Regions from separate parts of the Arabidopsis thaliana genome. Here region 1 is linked to region 2. Evidence: chromatin contacts called from public ChIA-PET data. All regions are on one chromosome and are shown on one strand. The core of a region is the stretch at or near the end of the contact, and the rest is flanking DNA. Distances in the headings are between cores, read along the strand shown.

Region 1 (2,700 bases), core at 1-2,500, 43 kb after region 2:
AAGCTAACCGAAATGTTAGCAAGAGTCTGTGAGAAGTACTATGCTCTTAATAATCTTATGGAGGAGTTGCAGAGTCGAAAGAGTCCTGAAAGTGTTAACTTTCAGAACAAACAGCTAACGGGGAAACGAAAACAAGAACTTGATGAGTTTGTTAGCTCCCCAATTGGACTCAGTCTCGGACCAATCGAGAACATCACCAACGATAAAGCGACGGTTTCAACCGCTTACTTTGCTGCTGAGAAGTCTGACACAAGCTTGGTAAGGAGATTTCTACTACAAGTATCGTTCTTTGAGTGTATTGATTTGTTAACGAATGTTTTGTGGATATACGTTACTTGTAGACTGTGAAAGATGGATATCAATGGAGGAAATACGGGCAAAAGATTACGAGAGATAATCCATCTCCTAGAGCTTACTTCAGATGCTCGTTTTCACCGTCTTGTCTAGTCAAGAAGAAGGTACTTTGGTTTAAACTTTGTTAAAGAGTTCTTCGATATCATCTTGCTGTCTGATTAAATTCCCTAGTTGTGTGTGCGCTTGTTTAGGTGCAACGAAGTGCAGAAGATCCATCTTTCTTGGTAGCCACTTACGAAGGGACACATAACCACACCGGACCACATGCAAGTGTGTCCAGGACAGTGAAACTTGATCTAGTTCAAGGTGGGCTTGAACCAGTTGAGGAAAAGAAAGAGAGAGGGACGATTCAAGAGGTTTTGGTGCAACAAATGGCTTCTTCGTTGACCAAAGATCCTAAGTTCACTGCAGCTCTTGCGACTGCTATTTCCGGGAGATTGATAGAGCATTCAAGAACATGAAAGTTCTCTAGAACATGTATATTTCTGTTTTGTTCTATTTTGTTGCTCATTCCTAGTAAAAAGGTAAAGATTTGTTTGATCTTGATTAGGAGGCATAGATGTCAATTTTAATGTGTGTGTATATAATTACATCAAATCTAAGTATCCAAAAAGGGTCACCCCCATTTTATCTTATGTTGAAAGAGTTTTGTTATAGCTCGGTGTAAGTATGGTAGATTGACGCTGCTTCGACAGTTTATGTATCTTCCAATGTTATCTTGTTCAGTTGTTTGTATTAACTTCCATTAGAGAAGAATGTGATGCCATTACAGACATAAAAGAAACAGAGAAACCCGGAAACAGAGTAAAACCACGAAAAACAGAGTCGGTTTAAGAGAACCAAACCAAAATAACCGGTACAGCTATAAAAAGCCAAGAAGAAAAATTATGAACCGAGTCCAAATTAGGTTACGGTTAGCTTCCAATCCCAACTTCTTCTTCTTCTTCATCTGTGTTTAGTCCCAAATTGAAGAATCAAAAGTTTCGTGTTTTGAGAATTTGACAAAAATTTGTTTATGTAATCTTAGTTTTCGCTGATTTTGAGTAAGTTATCGACATGGATATTGATGTCGGACCAGTTGATCCATCTGTCCTATACGAGCAAGACCTCCATGTTTCTTCTGCTGTTTGGGAAGGACAGGTTTTTTTCTTAATTCCCTTGCTAAATTTCAGATTTTGAATTTAGGGTTAATCTTATTTCCCCTTACTTACCTTAGGAACGAGGTCTACTTCGTTGTCAAGAACACACTTCATTGCTACATCAATGGAAACTCACTGATGAACAAATTAACCTCGTGGACAAAGCTGGTTTCGGTTACTTTCGCAAAATCGGTCCAATGAGTTTAAACAATTCACTGATCTCTGCACTTGTTGAGCGATGGAGAAGAGAAACCAATACTTTTCATCTTCCTTTAGGAGAAATGACTATAACCTTAGACGAAGTTGCTTTAGTACTTGGACTTGAGATTGATGGAGATCCCATTGTTGGTTCTAAAGTTGGTGATGAGGTTGCTATGGATATGTGTGGTAGACTTTTAGGGAAGTTACCATCTGCTGCTAATAAAGAAGTTAATTGTTCTAGGGTTAAGCTTAATTGGCTTAAAAGAACTTTCTCTGAGTGTCCTGAAGATGCTTCTTTCGATGTTGTTAAATGTCATACTCGAGCTTATCTTTTGTATCTTATTGGTAGTACCATTTTTGCTACTACTGATGGTGATAAAGTCTCTGTTAAGTATTTGCCTTTGTTTGAGGATTTTGATCAAGCTGGGAGATATGCTTGGGGAGCTGCTGCGTTGGCTTGTCTTTACCGAGCGCTCGGTAATGCGTCGCTTAAATCTCAGAGCAACATTTGCGGTTGTTTGACTTTGCTACAGGTTGGCTTCTATGTTAGTTTTGGTTTTCTGTCCAGTTGAGATTTCAATATCTTTAGGAAATGTAACATATGATTGTCTCATGTATATAGTGTTGGAGTTATTTTCATCTGGATATCGGTAGACCCGAGAAATCCGAAGCGTGTTTCCCGCTTGCTCTTTTGTGGAAAGGTAAAGGAAGCAGATCCAAAACCGACCTATCTGAGTACCGCAGAGAACTGGACGATCTTGATCCTAGCAAGGTAAACCCTTCAGTTCATCCTTATGAATTTTGTATTGCTCTAAATGTTAATAATTGATGGTTGTGAAAATGCAGATCACTTGGTGTCCATATGAAAGATTTGAGAACTTGATTCCACCACACATTAAAGCCAAGCTGATTCTAGGAAGATCGAAAACGACTCTTGTATGCTTTGAGAAAATAGAGTTACATTTTCCAGATAGGTGTCTGAGGCAGTTTGGGAAACGCCAGCCGA
Region 2 (2,762 bases), core at 156-2,655:
GATATATGCATATCTGATTCATGTTCCACTTGAATCAATATATAAACATTTTTCCTCCATAAGAAATCATCAAAGACCAAAAAGCTTAACTTGCTTTTGTTCATCAGTTATGTTGGCACTGGAGGTTTTTCCAACCACTTGGCACGAAACCCCGTTCCTTTGCAATCGCTACAGCTAGCAGAACCCTAAAACCATTGAAAGAATCGAATTTGTTCATACTTGGGAAGATATATAAACAAGAAGACACAATAATGTGTCTGCACTTTCGTTTTTATTAGATAACAAACCTGTCCAGAGCAGATTACACATGAAGTATTCCTTGAGGGAACCTGGCAAAGCATGTTATCACCAAGGATGAAGAATCCTGTACCCGCACACCATTTGCATTCCACATGACCCTTTGAATTGCACGATGAACATCCAACAGGACTTGGTTGCTGCAGTGAAGAAAAAAACAGACAAAGAAAATCATTGAATCGAAACACAGGTCAACAAGTAACATCTAGAAAATTCACACGAGCTCAATATCAAATTGCAAGTGCTAGAAGAAAGGCTTCAAAGTCTGAACTTTTGATAGATTCTCTAAGAGCAATATTAGAGAAAAAGCAGAGAATCCAACAATTGTACATGCAAAGCTACAAAACTACATTGCGTTGCGAGATAAGCCTGCTTAAGCCTCATCACTCAGGGATCATAGAGAACAGCTACAACCTGATTAAGTAGCTAACATGTTCTCATCATATGCACAAATCAAATGAATTGTGAACAAACATTTTTTGCTAGAAACCAACTAAAAGGTACTTTGCAATTACAGATTTTCGATACAAATCCTTTTGAAACTTGCTGATACTATTCACCTCATAATCTGAAATTTACAACATTTCATCACAGATCCAAGTTCTTAATCTCATACAAAATTGCATATAGCTCTTCACTCGTACATGACTACATCAAGGATCAGTTCTTGTGATTACTCAGATTCAACAAAATTATACACATCAACAACTCTCTGGAGATACGAACCTGTGAGATAATCCAAGCTTGATCCATACGCTTGGCGAAATTTGAAGAACTCTCAGGTGAATCCACCGCCGAAGCCTTGACGGTAGTAGTAGCTGGAAAACGGCGAACGACTGGTACGAAACCTAGCTTCGTTATCCTAGGAGAATTCCATGGATTTAGAATCGATTTCGCTACGAGATGTGAATCGCAACACATGCAAATCGTCATTTTCTCTTCTTCTTCTTCTTCTTCGCCGAGAAGGTTGAAATCGGAGGTTTAAATTTGTCTTTGGCTTATTTTTATTTTATTTTATTTTTCTCGCATACCAAATTGGAAGACAACAGGAGGAGGAGAAAAGTCTAGGAATAACCCAATTGGGTTATTGGACCCTGGGCCCATTAAAGTTGGATCTTTTTGTTTGCTAAAATGATTGATTCAATGATTTAAACCAACTCATTATCTCCTCTACAATTCCTTGGATTCTTCCTACAGTCAAAACAAAATCCAGATTGCTTGTTTGTTTTTGGTTTGCTTATATGATTGAGAAAATAATTTTTTTCTATGTATAAATTTACTAGTTTTAAGATGATAATATAACATTTTTTTTTGTTCTTACATAGATTGTTAAATATTTTTAATTTAACCAATCATACACTTTTATGCATATTAATCGATTTTCCAATATGTTTGCCGCCTTCTTTGTCTAAATAGATTCCATCTTCTCTTGCTCTCCAGTCCCATATACCTCCTTCATCCATAAAACCAGAAAGCTTGAATGCTGTAAATTTCTGATAATGTTTATAGTTAGGTCCTTGTTCCAAATGACACATAAAACGCGTCGTACGCCAAAAATTAATCATAAAATTGATTTCAACATGTTTGCCGATTGGTATTGTTTTTGGACCAAATTTGTCATCTTTGGAATAACATCCAATCCTGAGAAGTTTATTGAATTTGAGTTCGTTGGTGATCCTGATTCCAGAGCCGAATACATGGTCAAGCATGCAAAAACTAAAAACGAATAAAAAAGACTAAACAGTTTTTCATTTTTTTTGGGTAGATATTTAGATTTTTGCTTTGTTATTGGCTTTTGTGTTTCAGATTTTATATATGCACACATTTGTATTACTATTGTTGGCATAGTATGTAAAATGGCATAATATCTTATAATAATCATATTAGATATACATAAATCTATTAATATTGAATTATGAAAAAAATGATAAAATCAAGTAACCAGTTGTAGATAATATTAAACCTTATGTGAAAGATCAAATGATAACTAAGAAATTCAATTGTGCATAAAAAAATCCTCAATAATAAACTGGTTATTCTATAAATCATATCATACTATCTATGTAACCTATTAGTAAATAAAGTATTTGTTTTTAAAAGTAATAGACAATTTGTAAAGTACAATAAACAACTAAGTAGAGAAAGACAAACTAAATTAGGTTTATACATTTTGTTCTTGTAATAACGTTCTTGTGATTACTCAAATTCAACAAACTCAACAACTCTCGAAAGATACGAACCTGTGAGATTATCCAAGCTTGATCCATATGCTTGGTGAAATTTAAAGAACTCTCAGGTGAATCCACCGCCGAAGCCTTGAAAGTAGTAGTAGTCGGAAAACGGCAAACGACCAGTACAAACCCTAGTTTCGTTCTACTCCGCAAATTCCATGGATTCATAATCGATTTTTTTACAAGATGTGAATCGCAACACATGCAAATCGCCATTTCCTTCTTCTTCTTCTT

Evidence for each region. ChIA-PET counts read pairs in DNA pulled down with a chosen protein or histone mark.
Region 1: a contact with region 2 is called in an H3K4me3 ChIA-PET map of shoot, with 10 read pairs. The contact joins the promoter of AT2G25010 here to the promoter of AT2G24860 in region 2. A contact is called at or near these places in 8 of 26 Hi-C or Micro-C datasets (callus, leaf, root and 3 more), 1 of 2 datasets of contacts at active chromatin or transcription factors (shoot) and 1 of 3 other capture datasets (root).

The regions. Positions count from the first base shown.
Region 1 is chr2:10,630,281-10,632,980 of TAIR10.1, forward strand. It overlaps AT2G25010 (Aminotransferase-like, plant mobile domain family protein), which reads left to right and starts at 1,251. Exons shown (of 5, transcript NM_128059.5): 1 at 1,251-1,494; 2 at 1,571-2,227; 3 at 2,317-2,466; 4 at 2,541-2,700. The coding sequence starts at 1,411. It overlaps WRKY60 (WRKY DNA-binding protein 60), which reads left to right. Exons shown (of 5, transcript NM_128058.4): 3 at 1-258; 4 at 342-458; 5 at 546-1,133. The coding sequence ends at 815.
Region 2 is chr2:10,587,011-10,589,772 of TAIR10.1, forward strand. It overlaps AT2G24860 (DnaJ/Hsp40 cysteine-rich domain superfamily protein), which reads right to left and starts at 1,406. Exons shown (of 3, transcript NM_128045.3): 1 at 1,024-1,406; 2 at 288-437; 3 at 1-185. The coding sequence starts at 1,230. The coding sequence ends at 108. AT2G24870 (Plant self-incompatibility protein S1 family) reads right to left here and starts at 2,605. Exons shown (of 2, transcript NM_001335964.1): 1 at 2,538-2,605; 2 at 1,559-1,790. The coding sequence starts at 2,564. The coding sequence ends at 1,650.